6 separate regions of the Mus musculus genome follow, and all the other regions are linked to region 1. The links are chromatin contacts, called in public HiChIP or PLAC-seq, Micro-C and promoter capture Hi-C maps. All regions are on one chromosome and are shown on one strand. The core of a region is the stretch at or near the end of the contact, and the rest is flanking DNA. Distances in the headings are between cores, read along the strand shown.

Region 1 (2,944 bases), core at 188-2,687:
ACAGACATGACGGCTGAGTGATTCATTCATTACTGGTCATCACTAGCCAGGTGTTCAGCAAAAGCGGGTGGCACTGTGGGAAGGGAGTTTAGTTGCCTTGGTAATCAGGAGGCTAACAGCCACTGAGAGCTGACTTGCTATGCACCAGACACTCTTCTGTTTACTTCCTTGCAAAGGGCACAGCCCCTCCTGTCCAGCCCCAGCCACTGGGAGGGCCATGGAGCCTACCTGGTATGTTAGCACCTCACACATGATCAGGTTTGGTTAACATGGCCTGCAGCTGTAACTGGAATCTCAGCAACAGCCACAAGGTACTTCCTGCTATAAGGTCACACCCCTTTGTAGGTAAGGAGGCAAGACTTGGAGAGGTTAGGAAACTTGCTTGCCTAGGGCTAAGCTAAACAACAGAGCCAGGATTTGAACCCAGGTATTCTAGTTCTGTAGCCTGGAGCAGAAAAGCAAAACTTAACTCTGGAGCCAGAGGCACACCTAGTTGAGTTATAGTGAGGGGCAGCTACTCTCCATCTCTGCCCCAGTTCTTTACCTTCAACCTTGCTTCTCTCAGTCCCCACCCTCCCTCAAGCCTTTACTATATCAGTCCAGAAGACAAGATCCAGAGGTTTCTTTCAGCAGGAAGCAGGGCCCTGGGCAAAAATCAACTGCTATAAAGGGTTTCTCAGGGAGTCCAGAGCCAGGCATGGGACAGGTTGTAGGTGCTGGTCTTTTTAGTTTGAGAGACTTCTCAAGACTCACCTGGGACTCTCTCTTGGCATGAGCTGTTTGCTTCCACCAACAAATACTCTGAAGCCACAGATAAGATCCAACCTTGCCACACGCAGCACATAGCACAGCAACTGCAGTAGAAGTCTCAGCGGGTAAGAGTTCTTGTCATTTGGGATTCACACCAAACTGGGGAGATGGGTGACCTGGGTGACAGAACACTCATTCACCAATTATCTTAAGGCCTTGGCTATGTATTAATGACTCGAAGTTTTGTGAACTGGGACTAGTCCTATTGGACTGCTGGGAACGCTAAGGTTTTATTTTTGAAAGTGGTTTAGCAAACGATGAATTGTAAATTGCTTTTAACCGTGTTGTTTCACCCGTGGGGGACCCTAACAGTCATAGCAGGTGCCTTCCTTCCACCCTAGACACCGGCCTAGGCCTGAGAATGGATGTTTCATAAACCCGTAGGGGTATGTTTGCAGTCCGGGAGAAAGGGGCGCTGTCTTCAGAACTTCCGAGAAAGTCCTGGGTGGCACAGCGGCAGGTTGTCCCCGTCCGGGGATCCCCCTAGCCAAGCGAGGGTGCGCCCTCCGCAGGCGGCTCCCGGTAGGCCCTCCGTTTCAGCTCTGGGTCTCCCCCCCAACCCCTCTGTGCCCGCCCCGGCCACCTCGGGGGCGAGGCAGCCCAGCGCGTGGGAGGGGACGGCGCGCCATTGGCTTGTGCGCGGCACTAGAGGAGGGACCAGTGCGGGCCGCCAGACTCGGGCGAGCCCAGCAGCGCCAGGAGTCCAGCTTGCCCTGCCCTGCCCTGCCCTGCCTGCCTAGCGCGGCGCCGCGATGTGAGACTCCCCGGGCCGGAGCGTCCGCAGGGCACGCCAGCTCCGCGAGCGCAGCACCCCGCGCGCCAGGAACGTAAGTCTGCTGCCGGCAGCCGCTAGCCTCACACTTCACCGCCGTTGCCACCGCGCTGGCCGCTGCCTGCGCAGCGCAGCCCGGGGACGCCGGGGGGCCTTAGGGACCGCTGGGGGCATCGAGCACCCTGCGAACGACAGCCGGGCGCCAGGACAGCTTGGCACTTGCGGGGCGGCGGGCGCCCGAGACCCCCGCTGAGCTCCTACTGGCACTGTCCTCTGTCCTTTTCGTTTGTCCCCTTGCACTGACTCGGTTTCCCTTTCTCCCCCAGCTCTCTTCTCCGCCACCTCCTTCCCCAGGGGCTGTTTATTTCGCTCTCGGCCTCCTCCAGGGCTTTATCTCTTTGATTCGGAGCTAGTGAGAGCGGAGAGTAAAGCAGTTTCTTTTATCCCGGGGTCTCTGTCTTCAGCGCTTGGTTCTCGGTCCCCTCCCCCTTTCTCGCCACCGCCCCCCCTCCTCCCGCCTTTGTTTCCCGGCGGGAGGATTGCGCGGTGTAAACTTGCGAGTTTCCGGGTCCTCGCCCCCACGGGTACGCGGGCGGAGAAGGTGGAGGGGTTCCCGCTGTCCAGTGGTCTGGCCGGACCTTTTGTGTGGGTGCCGGGGACTGGAGGAGTCGCGGACTCTCGCTTCACAAAGTGGGGGAGTGTCCTCGGCGCGGAGATGAAGATAGATCAGAGGGGGAAGGGGCAAAGCCGGCGACACTCCTGAGTCCCTGCTGGAGAGGAGCGGGCAGAAAAGTGTTTGGGCCTGACCCCAGTCGGGGGTGGTGGTGTCAGGAGGGTATTGCAGGTGGACCCGGGCGACTCTCTCTCCCAAACCGCGCAGACAGCTGTAAAGTGTAGCGCCATTGCCTGGCGCAGGATGGATTGGGGTCCCGTGTAGTGCGCAGAAAATATTACGCGCACCATCCTCGGGGCACAGCGAGGCCAGCCGCTCGCTTCGGCTCCCCTTTCGTCGCCTTCTTGCATCCTGGATGGAGCGGGCTTCTCCTCCTGCCTGTGAGGTGGAGGAGCAGGGATAGGCCCAGGACCCACTCCCACTTTGACCCAAAGCTTTACAAGCACACGGCCAAGGCCTCCTCAAAGTCCCCCAGCACGGACTTCCTGTTTCGTTTCTTTTAGAAAAACTTTCTGGATGGGGCCTGGAGAGAGTGTAGAAGTCCCTGGGTTGCAGGGACACCCACCCAGCTGTGTCTCCCGTCTGGAGGCTCCTGGAGAAAGGCCGCCACCTGCCGCCGGCGGGATTGGTGGGCTCCTGGAAGAATCCGGAAGAACACCACCCGCCCCTTAGTGGCAGCCTCTGGCTCA
Region 2 (2,944 bases), core at 148-2,647, 810 kb before region 1:
CGTGAGGCCTCAGGACAGGGTGAAAAACGACTTCCACAGTTCCCATACCAGACTCTTCTGAGGCTCACCGCACCTTTCCTTGAATCTTTGCTGGCACGAGTGGTTGGCAACAATGGGAGCCTGGCTCCACATGGATCAAAGAAAGGGAAGGAAGTGGTGGCATGTTGGGACACTTCATTCCCTGTGCCTTAAATTCCTGGTGAGTGTGCTGCTTAAACCGCCTGGTTCTGGCTCAGGCTATTGGTTTTTCGAGACAGGGTTTCTCTGTGTACCTCTGGTTGTCCTGGAACTCACTTTGTAGACCAGGCTGGCCTCGAACTCAGAAATCTGCCTGCCTCTGCTTCCGCCTCCGCCTCCGAAGTGCTGGGATTAAGGTGTGTGCCACCACTGCCCGGTTAAACGAGCATTTCTTAACTCCTGAATCCATCTTTCCAGCTCTCTAATGAGAATTTTTATTAGTGTTTTATTAATTGTACAAAACAATGTGCTTTGTCTCTTGTGCTGGCACATGCCTTTAATCCCGGCACTTGGGAGGCAGACGTAGGCAGATCTCTATGCATTTGAGGCCAGCCAGGGGTTCACAGTGAGATCCTGTCTCAAAACATGCAAACTAAAATAATGAGCTTCATTATGACATTTTCGTACATGCACGTAATATAGTGGATGGGCGTAACGGCATATTCTGTCCTTGTCTAAAGATAATATCTGGTAGGGTATTAAATGTATTACAATTCTTTATATACCATAAATTCGCGGGCGGAGTCCGCAATGGCGCAGATTTGCCAAGCCCCCTCTTCCCACAGCCAATCAACTGCCTCCCAGGAACGGTTCCCTCCCTCCACTTCTGCAGCACCTTGACAGCATTGCAGCTCAGTTCATGAATGGAGCCATAGGAGTTTCCACCAACTCTTGGAGGCCAGCTTAGAACCTGGAAGTGCATCCAAGGGCCGGAAAACGCTGGGATTCATTCCGAGTTCAAGGTCCAAGTCGGGCCCAAATAATTTTGTAGATGAGGAAACCCGAGGTGCAGATCGGGGAAGCTAATGCGCAGGGTCGTCCCTAAACGGAGAGCAGAGGGATAGGCCAGGGTATTCTCCAAGGAGGGAGTCATCGGGTACGGGTTTTGGGGGTCCATGTGTTCTGAAGAAACTGGAGCCGAAGCCACTGTTCTAAATCTGCTGGTTAGGCTTGCCCCAGCAAAAACCCGGCACTGGCTTTTGTGAAAAACTCGAGACTGGCGGCTGCTGAGACCTATTTACGACAATTTCAAGGTTCCCTGTGCCTTAAATCCCAAACTCTTTGCTTCCCGACCCTCCCGTTCGAGCTCTCGGCGATCTTCTGAGAAAGTCTGAGGCTCCTTAGTACCTTCTCTAGTATGAACTGTTCAGCCTGCCCGCAAGTTGTAACTACGCAGGCGCCAAGACAGCCAACCAAGGAGGCTGCAGATCGGGTGCCAGAAGCTCTAGAGAGCTTCAGGGCGGAGAGAGAAGGAGCCAATGGCTGGAAGGAGGGAGGGTGGGAGCTCCCGGTCTCGGGGAGGAGGCGCTAGAGATGGGGTGAAGGGGCGTTCAGGGGCTCCGCGGGTCTAAGTCCTCCTGGGCTGCGGAAGTTGAGCAACCGGGAGGCGGGCTTAGGGCCGGAAGCAGGAAGGAGGGCTCAGGACGCAGGGCGCCGCTGCCAGCCTTGCTGTCGGCCGGTGGGACTGTCAGTGGCCAGAGCAGGATGGAGAAGCTACGGCTCCTGAGCCTCCGCTACCAGGAGTATGTGACTCGTCATCCAGCCGCCACGGCCCAGTTGGAGACGGCTGTGCGGGGCCTCAGTTACCTGCTGGCAGGTGCCACACTGACCTTTGACCCATTTCTTGGGGACTCTGACCCAGGAACCCTATGGCTCTTTGCCTGCTGACCCAGGGTAGTGGTCGCGGTGCTTCAGTTCTGTCTGGGTTCCTGTGGCGTAGAGGAAACTAGAGAACCCAAAGCCGCAGGGTAAAACAGACGCTCACCAACGCCTTCTATACCTTCTTCCCTAGGTCGCTTCTCCGATTCACACGAGCTGTCTGAACTGGGTAAGTTGGACTCTGGGCTGGGGAGGGAGAAGGCTTCCAGCGGAACCTTGATTGAAGGTCCTGAGCTTCCCTCTAGATCAGCTGTCCATCGCCCAAGACAGTTGGTGTCCCCAGAGTTGGGCGACCTGTGAGGGCTCTGACTGGCTTCTCACTCCTGGTTTTGCTTAGGATTAAGCAACTTTCCTGACCTTGCTAGTTCATCAGACCTATGAGTATGAGAAGGGCACTGTTGTTCTGTCTAGCTGAAGGAATACAAGTTCAGAAAAGTCCTTGATGTCAGGACCAGTGTTCAAGTGCCCCCACCTCCCTGCTGTAAGGGCTCTGTTTGCTTAGTGGGGGTAGTGAAGATCATGAAAGGATGAGGGGGATTTTGAAAGGTAGGTGTGATGTAGTCCTTCAGGGGGGACCATCTGAAGAGAGCAAAGATGAGTTGGTGGGACCACACATTTGGCTGTTTGGAACATGACAGGCAGTTTTGAGCAGCTCAGTAACCAGTGCTGTCCAGCAGAGCAAGGGCTGGCTTGTCACTCCAATCAGCTCATTTCTTACTGGCTCAGATGTCATCATGGAGAGAATGGGGCTCTGAGGTAGTGGGCGGAGAGGCTTGTTGGTTTCCACACAGTCTGTGGGTAGCTGTGATCGGTAGGGCTCTGGGGTAAGGGTGAGAGGGGTGAAGGCCACAGCAGGGCCGGCCTCTCAAGACCACAATCTGCTTCTCAGTGTACTCTGCCTCGAACCTGCTGGTGCTGCTCAATGACGGGATCCTGAGGAAGGAGCTTCGAAAAAAGTTGCCTGTGGTGAGAACTTTGCCAGGAGCTGGGGGTGGGAAGCTCAGGGACTTGGGAGGAAAACAGTAATGACCAGCACGTGTGGTACATG
Region 3 (2,944 bases), core at 315-2,814, 660 kb after region 1:
GGGTCTCTCACTAGGCCCTAAAGTTTGCAGATTAGGTTAGACTTTTGAGCCAGTGAGGCCCAGAGACCAGCCTGTCTTCATCTCCCCAGCTCTAGAATGATGAAGAGTGAACATCGGACTATTGTTATCTGGGTTCTGGGGATAAAATTCAGGTCCTCATGACTGCAAAGCAAGAAAAGCATTTTACACTTTACTGCCTAGGCTGGTTGCGCTCTCTCTCTCTCTCTCTCTCTCTCTCTCTCTCTCTCTCTCTCTTTCCTGGTTTTCCCCTGAGGTTGCCTGATGCTGGCCTTGAACTCTTGTCCTCAGGTGATCCTCTTTTCTCAGCCTCCCTAGTAGCTGGAACTAAGATATCTGCCTCTTCTTGCAAGCTGTGTATCATCCCTTGTGTCCTTATCCAGTTAAACACTTCAACAAACACAATCTGTTGAGGACCTGTGAGCACCACACCAGGCTGGCTACATAGAAACGAAGCTAATCTACTGTGGCTTTAGCTTGCAGCATTTCTGCATTTGTTTCTCCTTTCGGCAGCCTCAGGGATCACCAACAATCTTTCCCCCTGCTTGCTCACCTCAGTTTCAGAACACCAGGCTATTTCCCAAGCAGATCACTGCTACAGTTCTGGACTTCTTGTGTGATGGGTGGATAGGAGCAGAAGGTGGTGGGAAGTGGGGGTGGGGGTGAAAGGGGAGTAGGAGTTACAAGTGCAGGCACTCCTGGATCCTGTCTCTACTCACAAAGGACACAAGGGCCGCAGAGGAGGGTCTCCTGCCTACCAAAATGTAGGAGCCTCCTAAGGATTCCTCTGTCATGCCGCACCTGCGCTCTGGTGGACCAATAACCATCTCAAAGAATAACAGTGAGGACCTGAGGGCGATAAAGCACTCATACCAAACTCTGGCTAGTGGCCAAAAGTCTAAAATATGAATCACTCTATCACAAATGCTCTCTGATTTCCCTGTCTCAAGGTACAAGTCTTACTTGGTAGATGGTTGATGGGGACACAGAAAATGCCCTCCCCTCCCGCAGTTTACTTTTGTTTTGCAAATCTTGGGGTCCTCCCCAAGGTGGCGGGACTCAGCAAAGCACACGCCTGCTCCACCGATAGCCTAGATCCGAGGAAAAACATCACCAAATGCTCGGGCTGTGGACAACGCGGTACAGACCTAAATGCAGCCAGAACCCAGCAGGAGCTCAAGGCGCTGTAGTCAATCAGGCCTAGTGATCTCACCAGCCCAACCAAGACAACAAAGACAGAATGGTCTGCAGGGCCCGCCAGGGGTTTCCGGGCCTCAGAGACTTCCAGACCTAAGGGCAGGAAGCGATCAAGAGCACCGCGGAGCGAACCCGGCCCCTTCGGTGCACTGTGGCGGATACAGCACCTACTTTGGACCTTGGGTTTTCACGCGCGCGATATTCTCCGGATCGGACTTCCGTGATACCGGAGCAGCCTGCCCCCTGGCGATCTGGCGGGAACACAGGGAAGGAGTCTGTGCCCTGACTCCTGGTCACAGAAGAGGAAGCTCCGGTCTTCAGCACTTCCCTGTCTGCCAGAAACTGGAGTCCGAACTTAGAAATGGGAAAGAAACAGAGGGGTGGAGGATCTTGGTTAAGACAAGGCCACGCCCACTCCATTCCTTCTCTCATTGGCTGAGCTCAGATACCTCTAGCTTTTCGGACACACTTGCTCAGAGCCGCTGAAACACCAATCTTCCTGGGCATTACCTAAGCATGAGATCTCCCCGCCATCTATTTGTAAAGGCTTCTCTCAAGGCCCGGAAAAAAAAGATTTACAAAAGAAATATAGAAAAGTATCGACATGTATATGTATATTCATATGGCCATGGGAACACCCAGGAATGAATAGCTCTCAAAGGGGGACTTCTTTGAATTCCAGTCTATACTAAATAGATTTTTAGAGATGTGAGGAGACAAAGGAAAAACTTCAATTCCAGGTACTAGAAAAAAATGCAAGAAAGCAACGAGAAGTTGTAAGTCGTTTTCACTGTGTGCCTGCAGAGGCATGCCAAATTGAGTGCAAATACCAAATCGAATAACTCCACCTCTTATAGTTATGCTAGGAAACAACCTCTTGTCAAACACAGACCAGGAGGCTCAGACCGATAGATAACGATCTATGCAAATATAATACTGCCACCTATAAGCCTCCCAGAGTCAGGAGCATAATCTAGGTAGTTTAACAGTGGCTATGCTCACACAGGAGACACTGCGCGCCAGTGATGGCTAAGTTGACAAGGTAGCATGCCTCCGTAGTTCCAATCTGTCACAGAAGTTGTGGTGGTTTGGATGAGAATGCCCGCCCCCAGGCTTATGTTTTTGAATATTTGGTTCCCGTTTGGTGGACTGTTTAAGAATTATAAAGTGTGCTTTTGTTGGCAAATGTGTGGCCTTTGAGGTTTCAAAAGCCACGCCCCGTCTCTTTCTCTGCCTTCCGCCTGAGGATCATGTAAGTTCTTAGCCACTGCTGCAGCACCATGCCTGCCTGTCACTGCACTCCCCTCTGGATCTGTAAGCAAGCCCCTAGGTAAATGCTCCTTTTTATAAATGTCCTTGGTATGGGTCACTCTTCCAAGAAAAACACCAAGACCTATTGAGGTGCTTACTAAGGACAGAGGAAATACAGAAGAGTAGGAGAGGAAGGTAGTTATACACACCAGCTCAAACCAACTGCTGAAGTGAGGATTGTGATCGACGTGACCGTTTCTGTCACATTGTGTTAAGACTGTGTTTGTACAGATATTTGTTTTCTTTTGTCAAATCCCTTATCATGTAATGCTAACATCAAATTAAGATAATATCAGTGGTTGTCATATTTAAGTTATGAGATACTCAAAGAATGCCCCTCAAGGGAATATTGCCACCTGTTCTAAAATACATACCGTGTTTACGGCTGTACATGAGATGGTTACATCATGTTAGGCAT
Region 4 (2,944 bases), core at 206-2,705, 660 kb before region 1:
GAGGGTATCAGAGGACCGGTGGAATGACAGCAGCCAGGCTCTTTTCTAACAACCCTCTCACCAGAACCACCTCAGGGTTACCTGAGAACTACCTCATCCCCAGGGAACCAGATGACCTTCCAGTAAGGCTCATTTCTTTAAAGTCCCACCAGTTCAACACTGTCACCAACACTCGGGCCTCTGTAATATAGCCACACCCCAAACACAACCCAGGGAAGGAGAGCAGCCAGGGCCTCCCAAGGGGTGGGAACACTTTGTGGAGTTATGGGGTGCCTCAGGGAGAAACAGTGGGTCAGGCAGAGGGCAACCAGCAAGAGGGCTGTAGAAGGGGCCGTATTAACTAGAGGAAGATGTGTCAGATCACCTCACCTTAGGCTGGATGGCTTTACTGTTTTAACTTCTGTGTTGGGAAATCTTTCAGAGAGTTAAAGAACAGTGACAAGATACATTCATGCTTAAGATTTCCCTTGGCCACTGAATGGAGTCAGATGACCGCAGGCACCTTTTGAGGACAGGGAATCCAAGGTCTAGCAGGCAAACATTTGCGTCACAGTTCATTCCATTTGTGGACTCTGCTTCTTTTTAAGTGAGCTGTAACTGATCCAGGAGAGGCATCTAGGTAGTGTGGGGGAAGATATCAGGACACATGCCCGTGTAATAGTTCGTTCTGATTCATTAAAAGTCCTGCTGGGTCTGACCTGTGGCTTTCCAGGTCCAGTCCAAATAAGAAGTGGGGGCATCTAGAAAGAAAACATGGCTCCCAGGAAGGACTCCTGCAGACGTGGCATCAATAAATAAAAGTCCCAAGCTTACCTGACTTCTCTTCTTCTCCAGCATCCACTTCAACAAATCCCTCAGACTCACTCAAAACATCTGACTTGACCTTTTTCTCTAGGGATGCTAGGGAGCATCTTTTAAATCTTATCCCAAAGAGTGTTACCTACATAGTCGATCAATCAGTCACCGTCTCCTGGAGTTGTGCAGTTCCTGCTTCTCTCCAGCCTCACCCGGGGCTACCTTTCTCCGGCCGCCTACCTGCCTCTTACCTCTACAACTGCGGCTGAGAGCCAGGATCACAGAACCTGGGGAAGGTGCTTCCAGAGGCGACTGTGGAATGGGGCTGCCCTTCCACTCGCAGGCAGGGAAGTCTGGGTAGAGGGGAGGGGTCTTTTCGAAGCAGGTGGGACAGGCCGGTGCTCTACCTGTCCCTACTTTGTGTTCCAAGAAGCATAAAGTCTGGCGTTTGGGGGTGGCATGAGGAAATGGGTGGACGGTCGGTGCTAATGAGGCGTGTGTTTCAGCTGTTCGCAGTTGTTCCGCACAGAGGAAGCAGGAGGCCGGAAGCCTCTGGGCGGCGGCGAAGCTGGGAAAGCTTTAAGCTGGGAATCTGCGTCTCTCCAGCCACCAGCTTTGGAGGGGACAGCAGCGGCTCCCACTGGCTTCAGCTCTGCATTCTGGTTGGTTGTCTCTGCCCATCGGCAGCCAGCTCCAGGCCTGGTCCCACCCCATCTGCCGCACTATCACCCGGGATTGGCTGAACTCGGCAAGGCTAGGCTGCCTTGCCTCTCGCCATCAGATTCTTCATTAAACAAATGAATCACAATCCTAATTAATTTGAGCAACAGAATTTATGTAACTACTCCCAGCAGGATGTCTGCTCTCAGTCGGTAGCGAGATGAATTCCTCTCTCTGGGAAATTTCAGCCGCGCTGGTCAATAAAACCTTAATGATGACAGAAATTTCCCATCTGTCTCTGCTCTGAGCAGGTAACCCCTGCTACCTAGACAAGGGAGAGGACAAGGACGGTGAGAGACTGTCAGCCTGGATGAGCCCTGACCCACCTAGAACACACACTAGGCACCAACCAGCGAGAAGACTGCCAAGCCAGGCTTGTCCTGAATTACCTATACCCCGAAGGGGGTGTTTAACTTCTATTTGTAGAATGAATAAAAAAGTATGTGTTGCTCGTTGAGTTAGAAAATGGCCCTAAGGACCAGAGATATGACTCAGCGAGTTGCTTGCTCATCCCGCAAGTTTCACATCCTGAGTTGGATGTCCGGAACCCACATGGTAGGAGGAACGAATAAACTCCTTCCAGGTTTATTCTGACTTCTGCCCATGCAGTTATGGCATACACGCTGTCTCCCGCCCCCAGTAACTTTAAAATTTAAATGGCCTTAAGATCCAGAATTGCAAACACTCCTGGGCTTCCCCCTCCCTTTCCACTCCACACCTAATTTTGCCTTTTTAGTCTTCTGAGTCTTCTGGCTTACAGATTGGTCCTTGTGATGTCACCCTCCTGTCCTTGAACTAGCCATCCCTCACTTGAAACAGGCCTTTTGCTGTCTGCACCAGGAGGGTTTCTAAGTGAAAATGGTTTGGAATTAGTTTTCATTCCGACTCCCTCTATTCATCTGATCTCAACCTTCACCTCCTATGCAAAATACACAAACTTTTTTTGGCAGACAAAGCATTGTGAAAATGTGTCAGGGGGTGCCTGATTCATTTAATTATCACCGGGTGGAGTTTTAGGCAACAGTGCACAAGACAACTGGTTTCTAGGTTACAATCATCAGGCAGGCATAGAGTCCTTTTAGTGAGATTACAGGGATGGAGGGGCTTGGTGAGGACCCCAGGCTGGTTCTCAGCAGAGGGCTGCTACAGAAAGAGCAAGCCAGGCCCCACCCTGCTCTCTGCTTTCCATTACTTTCTCAGGAGAGTTGCTGCCGCTGTGACCCCTGCCACCACACCGTCTCCAGAGGGTGGCCCCAGAGTGCTGCCCACTCAAGTGTGATCTTTGAGCCTCCAAAGCTGTGAGCCAAACAAGCCTTTTCCTATGAAGCTGCTTTCTTTAGGCATTGCACTGTGGTAGCCATAGTAACCAGCAACGGAGGCATACAAACCTCTCAGGGCCATGCTCATTGTAGTGCAAGAAAAGATTCGG
Region 5 (2,944 bases), core at 241-2,740, 640 kb after region 1:
GCCTGGATCAAAACAAGAATTTCATCTCTGACCCTTCAAATGATCATCCTTCAAACCTATCAAACACCCTCCCCCTCAATTAAAAAAAAAGAAATTCTGGAACGATTCATCCAGATTCAGAGAACTGAGTCACTGGAAATGACTCTAACACCCATCTACAGGCAGGGTGAGCCACTCGCCCCGTTCCTGGAATTGCTCCTTCCTAACACTGGCCTGAAACACCTTTCTTCCAAGCTCCGGGCTATAGCCAATCCACTCAGCCCAGCATTCCAAGTCACAATTTCCTGTTGTCTTAGCCTTTTTAGAGCTGTCCTGCCCGCTGAACAGCCTGCCACCGCTACACAGGAATGCTTCTGAAAGCAAAGAAGGCAAACAGACACAAACTTACGGTGCACAGCCATGACAGGATTAGAATTAGAGTTCCAGTGTGGCTCATTACCTCCAAAAAGGGTTTCCAATATAAAGACACTGTTTGACTGACCGTGGCAGTTACATCACGGTGAATACGTTAAGTACCCAAGTGAACACTTACCCTACACATGTGCATTTAGTATGTGCTACTTCATCCTCCTGACAGCACTGTGTGACAAACTTCTGAACCTCCCTGTGGTGGAGAAAGGTCAAGAGCAAGGCTAAGAACTTCCAGGGTTCCACAACAGAACTCCAAGGCTGGGCTTCAGCGCCCAGCAGCCTGGATCCTCAGATGACTACACAGGCTCTATAGAGCAACTAGGAGGTTTAAGTCAGGGAAAGTGACTGTAATAAAAACTCAACCGTGTTTATTATTCCCGTGAATCGCCTTGAGTTCCAGAGTACACACAAAGTTCAATTACACTACTTAGAACTAATGGCTGACTTTTAAAAATTGAAATGGACCTGCCCTAGACTCAAGACAACATCCACACTCCCTAAGTGATAGGGCGCTTCCAGATTGGCACCTGATAAGTGACACCAAACCATTATTTGACTCTCAAAACTGGACACTGTTCCCAGCATCCGGAGCGCATCTCCCAACGCTCGGAGCCAGTGGTTCCTTCCTGAGCCACCCTCTCCACCGCGTCCCACCCAGAACATGCACTGGACGACACCGGTCCTGGACAGCCAAGGTGTAAGGCCTTCCTGGGAGGACTCGGGTCCCACAACGCCCGATTACAACAGGAAGCAGAGGTTCTGGACAGGAGGTCAGGCCTGGGGACCGGGGCACAGGTACAGCAGGGGCCGCGGTGCAGCGCTGCGGCGCTCCTGCAGCCCCGGGGCTCCCAGAGGCCCAGCCCCGAGGCCCACCCGGCCGCCCGCGCGCCGCGCTCACCTCGGAACCGGCCGCTTCCCGCTCGGCCCCGCGCTCCGTCACCGGCTCTTGCCGCGGGCCGCGAGCCACGGCTGTGTCGGATCGCGCGGTGACGGGAGCCCGCCGCCAGCACCAGGTACCCTGGAGCCAGCGGGGAAGCCTGCGCCGGCCTCCAGTTCCCCACGGCTGACACGGCGCGCACTGCGCATGCGAAGCGGTAGCGCCGCGCCCCCTGCTGGACAGGAGGAGTCAGCGCACGTGAGCATTCCCGTTCGGGGCAAAGGCAGAGTGACAGCCAGGCGCACCAAGCTCTGGGATAAAACTGTGGAAAAGGCAAGCATTTGGGTCAGGCGTGGTGGCTTATATCCATAATCTCAGCACAGCAGAAGGATCACTCACTAGTTCCAGGCTAGCTTAGCCATAAAGAGACAATCTACAACTCTGCAAAGCATAGTTAGGCCCCCAGGGCAATTTGGCAGTATCCATCAAGGTGTAAAAAAAAAAAAAAAACTCCCTAGCCCTGCAATTCCAACCAACCTTCTTTGTAGTTTACCCTGCAGAAAGTCTCACCACTTATTGAAACATTCACCAGCCGGGCGAGGTGGCGCACGCCTTTAATCCCAGCACTCGGGAGGCAGAGGCAGGTGGATTTCTGAGTTCGAGGCCAGCCTGGTCTACAAAGTGAGTTCCAGGACATCTCCTGGCTATACAGAGAAACCCTGTCTCGAAAAACCAAAAAAAAAAAAAAAAAAAAAAGAAGAAGAAAGAAAAGAAAGAAAGAAACATTCACCGCACTATTTCTAATACTAGCAAGAAAGTAAACTGTAGGATTATGGAACAACGGAGAAGGAGTCGTCATACCAGTCAGCAAGGTAATATCTCCAAGACAGGCTAATGAGAAGCCACAGTCCCTTAAGAAGGGACAAGCACGATCACTTTTAGTTAAAATGTGCTTGTGCAAAATCAGAAGAGAGAAAATGTGTGAGCAGATGCTTGTGTCCAGGTGTAAGTATAATATTTTTCTGGGAAAAAAATCCAGCCGGGCAATGGTGGCGCACGCCTTTTATCCCAGCACTTGGGAGGCAGAGGTAGGCGGATTTCTGAGTTCGATGCCAGCCTGGTCTACAGAATGAGTTCCAGGACAGCCAGGGCGACACATAAAAACCCTGTCTCGAAAAACAAAACAAAACAAACAAACAAACAAAAATCCAAGACGCAGTTATAAAATTTTGGAAGTAACTGGAGCGGCATGCATAGTGGCATCTGTCACAAGGCAGCAAAAAGCTGAGTGACAGTTACTGAAAGGCTAATGAGGCAACCCAGCTTGCCATTGCTGGCTGTAGTTCTTCATCTGTCCACGAGATGCGAATGCATTTTGGTCCCGATTGTACTTTAGCGCCACCTCGTGGATATTGTTACTTACAGCTTAAATACCCACAGAGATTACTGTCTGGAGACCTAGGAAGACTTTCCTCACCAACAAAGATTCCAGTATTGGGGGGTTACTATCTCTTTGTCTTAGACCTAGAGAGATTGGAATGAGAAAAATCTAGGGACAGAAGGTTCTGTCCAAATTCCTCTTCCCACATCTAACAGAATGTGTCTCTATCCCTCAAACACACACACACACACACACACACACACACACACACTACT
Region 6 (2,944 bases), core at 207-2,706, 590 kb before region 1:
ATGTGGCCTACTGGGACCCTTGGAGCAGAGGTCTTCACGTCATCTGGTTCCATGTGAAGCCTTTTCTGAAGATATGCCCCTTGGGGTCTCCGGGAGACTCCTAGACATTATGTTATTCCCTTCTTAGCGAACAAGTAAGCATCCACCCAAGCTAACATGGGAGCTGTTGCCCTAGGAGATAAGAAAAAGCACCTCCATTTTTCCTCGTGAGGAAACTGAGGCACGGGTGGGGGAGGACTGCATCACATGGTCACACAGCAGACTCACAAAGGCTCCTCTGCACTGAGAACTTCCAGGTGAATATAACCTCATTAAAAAACAAAACAAAACAAAAAAAAAACCCGTTGTTCTCTGCACCGTATCAGGAGTGACAGACGGATGGACAGATCGTGTTCTAGGAGACGTAAGAGACGGTGGAGATGGAAGCCCACTCCTTTGGACGATCGCTACCACTCTGGACAAAGTCTACTACTGCCTTTGGTCCAGAGCCCTGCAAAGTACCTACACATCTTCAGATGGGAAACAGGTCAGGATGGGGTCTGGGTTTGTGCGCATGGACACCTTGGTGGCCAATGGTAGAAGTGGGTTTTCCCTCCTCTTCAGTTCAGGGCCACAGGCATTCCTCTGCTGGCTTCATTTTTCCTCCAGGCCACACTGAGGGCTCAGGGGTATGTTTCTCTTGTCACTAGCTATAGTGTTCGGTGCTTCTGACATGCAGGAGATGCTCAGTCGATATTTATGCAGAGAACGAAGGACCACTGTAGTGCCAGGGCTTTGCCGCTGTCCTGGTCCCACAAGTGCAGCTTGTGGACTGGTAACTACCTGGGAAGACAGATGCAGCCTAGGAGGAAGGGGCTGGGCAGGATGGAAAGCTTCCTCTAGCAAAGGAACTCTAGTGTCCGACTAACTGGCCAGCTCCACCCAGCCCCTGCTGAAAGGGGATGACAGGATCTGGGGCAAATGAAACATTTCTTTAGTTGTGGGTGATGGAAGAGAAGCAGGGGCATGTAGTGGAATATCGACTTCAGTTCTGGGTTTGGGAGTCTCTGATTGCCCTGGCTGGGGAAAGGAGCCAGGGTCAGGTTGGGGCTGTAGCCAGACTTGGGTATCCAGAGGCTTTGGCTGCATAGATAGAGCCATGCCTTCGCTAGGGCGGGTGTAGGGGGAGAGGGCAGGCCAAGAGGTACCCGTGCTGCTGCCGCTTGGCCTCCTCAACTCGGGGGTGGGGGGTGGGGGGTGCGGGGTGGAGGGTGGGGGGTGTGGCTGCCTCGGCCCGCCGGTGGGTTGGCTCCGGAGCCCTGCTAGTGGGGGTGTCCCGGCGCTCCCGGCCTGGGCTGCGCGGGGGGGGGGGGGGCGGGAGGGCGCGCGCTGACGGGGTCGGGCGGAGAGGGGGCGGGCGGCGCTGGGGGTGGAGCCGGGACCGCAGCGCCTGCCACCCGCTAGCTCGGCGCTGAAGCAACCACCGCTGCTTTTGACTCCGAGACGCAAGGAGGGTACTCCGTGAGGCTCTGGCCTCCGAGGCTGCTGCTGTCCTCCGGAGACTGGGGCTGCAGTGCTCGGTGTCCCGGTGCCTGGCCCTGATCTCTCTCTCTCTCTCTCTCTCTCTCTCTCTCTCTCTCTCTCTCTCTCTCTCTCTCTCATCAGGAAAAGGCACTGTGCAGAGCGAGCCACCCGGAGCTAGCGCCCCCGAGCCATGGAGAGGGGCCCGTGAGGGACGCGCGGAGGCGGAGGAAGAGGCTTGGGAGGAGGGAGGCCGAGGAGCAGGGCGCGGGAGGAGGAGGATGCCGCCGCCACCTCCACCGCCACCACCACCCGCGGGCCCCCGGAGAGCCTGACTCTAGACTAAGGATGGAGCCAGCGCTGGGCGCTGCAGCGGCTCCCGGCGCGCCCGCCACCAGGTATCGGCCGGGTCTCCCGGGCCCCGGGGCAGGCGGGAACGGACTGCACCGCAACAGCCGGGAGGGGCGGGGGCGCGGGCGCGGCGGGAGACGCCCCTAGCTCAGGGCCGGTGTCTCTGGGCGGTGCGCGGAGGCGGTGGCTAGGGACCGCAGAGTGCTGGGCGCTGGGAGAGGTTGGCTGGGGCTAGTAGCCCTCCGGAGAGCTCCGCGATCGCTCCTGACCTCCTCCTCTGGTGAGGGCAGCAAACTTGGGATAAACGTCTGCCCGGGGCTCCTGTTCTGCTGCTGCGGTACCCGCTCGGGTGTCTGCTCCGGGTTGATCATGCAACAGCCTGCTAGACCCGAGCGGCCGAGGTTGCCAGAGACCCTGAGGTTCCCGTGCCTCCTCTAACTTTACAAACCAGGCTTACACCCTGAGGCAAAGCACTGTCCCGGCCTCTTGCTTATAGCCTCGGTCTTGTATCGGCTTCTACTATGCTGGTGATAGGCTGGGCCCTTAGGAGACTAGGGCTGCCTGACGGTGCAGAGCTTCCCCCCACGCGAGGCCAAAACAATCCTAGCACCTCTCTGAGTAGGATATGGGGTGGTCAGCTTCTTTCGGGGTCCAGGGAGGGACACGGTGCTTGACTTTACAGTAACAGTAGACAGTGGCCCTAGCTGGAATCTATGGGTTAAAAGGCCACGCTATCTGAGGAAGGAAGGTCCTGCTAGGATGGCACCTTGGCTTGATTTCAGGTACCTCACCATGTCACCTCTCCCTACTCCAGGTCTGCCTCTTTTTAAGATTACATTCCTAGTACCCACTTCCTGATGGGCTTAACCGTTTAAGCAAGAGGCTTCTGGACACCAAGGCTTTTGGGGTCCAGGACCAGGGATGTTATAGCTGACTGCTGAGAGGTTGAGGCTGGGACAGGGGAGGTGCATGTCCAAACAGTGACAGGAATTCAGCCCACTGTCTTCTGGAGCCTAGGGACATAGGAAGACACCTATGGTGGAGGCAGGAGGCAAGCATCCTGGCTGAGCAGAGAACTGGGAGCCACTTGGGA

The links. Promoter capture Hi-C pulls out the DNA fragments that hold promoters and counts their contacts. A called contact is a pair of places that touch in the nucleus more often than the background predicts. HiChIP or PLAC-seq counts read pairs in DNA pulled down with a chosen protein or histone mark. Capture Hi-C pulls out chosen DNA fragments and counts their contacts.
Region 2: a contact with region 1 is called in a Micro-C map of embryonic stem cells, with 2.6 times the contacts expected there. The contact joins the promoter of Pex16 here to the promoter of Trp53i11 in region 1. A contact is called at or near these places in 2 of 484 Hi-C or Micro-C datasets (both in embryonic stem cells) and 1 of 115 datasets of contacts at active chromatin or transcription factors (memory CD8 T cells).
Region 3: a contact with region 1 is called in an H3K27ac HiChIP or PLAC-seq map of thymic regulatory T cells, with 13 times the contacts expected there. The contact joins the promoter of Accs here to the promoter of Trp53i11 in region 1. A contact is called at or near these places in 2 of 484 Hi-C or Micro-C datasets (CD4 T cells and cerebellar granule neurons), 3 of 115 datasets of contacts at active chromatin or transcription factors (embryonic stem cells, memory CD8 T cells and thymic regulatory T cells) and 3 of 9 other capture datasets (embryonic stem cells, liver and pancreatic islet).
Region 4: a promoter capture Hi-C map of hippocampal neurons shows a contact between it and region 1, with 2.1 times the contacts expected there. The contact joins the enhancer-like site here to the promoter of Trp53i11 in region 1. A contact is called at or near these places in 4 of 39 promoter capture datasets (the 3T3-L1 cell line, hippocampal neurons and liver) and 2 of 115 datasets of contacts at active chromatin or transcription factors (embryonic stem cells and epiblast stem cells).
Region 5: a contact with region 1 is called in a promoter capture Hi-C map of maxillary cranial neural crest. The contact joins the promoter of Ext2 here to the promoter of Trp53i11 in region 1. A contact is called at or near these places in 3 of 39 promoter capture datasets (cranial neural crest, maxillary cranial neural crest and pre-B cells), 6 of 115 datasets of contacts at active chromatin or transcription factors (embryonic midbrain, embryonic stem cells, neural tube and 1 more) and 2 of 9 other capture datasets (embryonic stem cells and liver).
Region 6: a contact with region 1 is called in a promoter capture Hi-C map of adipose tissue, with 4 times the contacts expected there. The contact joins the promoter of Chst1 here to the promoter of Trp53i11 in region 1. A contact is called at or near these places in 4 of 39 promoter capture datasets (the SN4741 cell line, embryonic stem cells and hippocampal neurons), 3 of 484 Hi-C or Micro-C datasets (embryonic stem cells and nephron progenitors), 5 of 115 datasets of contacts at active chromatin or transcription factors (embryonic forebrain, embryonic midbrain, embryonic stem cells and 1 more) and 1 of 9 other capture datasets (adipose tissue).

What each region holds. Positions count from the first base shown.
Region 1 is chr2:93,186,111-93,189,054 of GRCm38.p6, forward strand. Trp53i11 (transformation related protein 53 inducible protein 11) reads left to right here and starts at 1,438. Exons shown (of 8, transcript NM_001025246.2): 1 at 1,438-1,637.
Region 2 is chr2:92,373,842-92,376,785 of GRCm38.p6, forward strand. Pex16 (peroxisomal biogenesis factor 16) reads left to right here and starts at 1,398. Exons shown (of 11, transcript NM_145122.2): 1 at 1,398-1,834; 2 at 2,030-2,065; 3 at 2,786-2,862. The coding sequence starts at 1,723.
Region 3 is chr2:93,848,379-93,851,322 of GRCm38.p6, forward strand. Accs (1-aminocyclopropane-1-carboxylate synthase (non-functional)) reads right to left here and starts at 1,565. Exons shown (of 15, transcript NM_001290782.1): 1 at 1,387-1,565.
Region 4 is chr2:92,528,081-92,531,024 of GRCm38.p6, forward strand. Gm13817 (a long non-coding RNA gene) reads right to left here. Exons shown (of 4, transcript XR_374783.4): 3 at 2,234-2,363; 4 at 1-1,780. Among named protein-coding and RNA genes, the nearest start is that of Gm13817, 11 kb to the right of the region's middle. Within about 2 kb of position 1,456, at least 201 of the 459 cell types and tissues checked have an H3K27ac peak or open chromatin away from gene starts, as enhancers often do. A contact at or near this core is called in epiblast stem cells and hippocampal neurons, where this site is marked.
Region 5 is chr2:93,821,078-93,824,021 of GRCm38.p6, forward strand. It overlaps Ext2 (exostosin glycosyltransferase 2), which reads right to left and starts at 1,491. Exons shown (of 14, transcript NM_010163.3): 1 at 1,310-1,491.
Region 6 is chr2:92,598,251-92,601,194 of GRCm38.p6, forward strand. Chst1 (carbohydrate sulfotransferase 1) reads left to right here and starts at 1,457. Exons shown (of 3, transcript NM_023850.2): 1 at 1,457-1,898.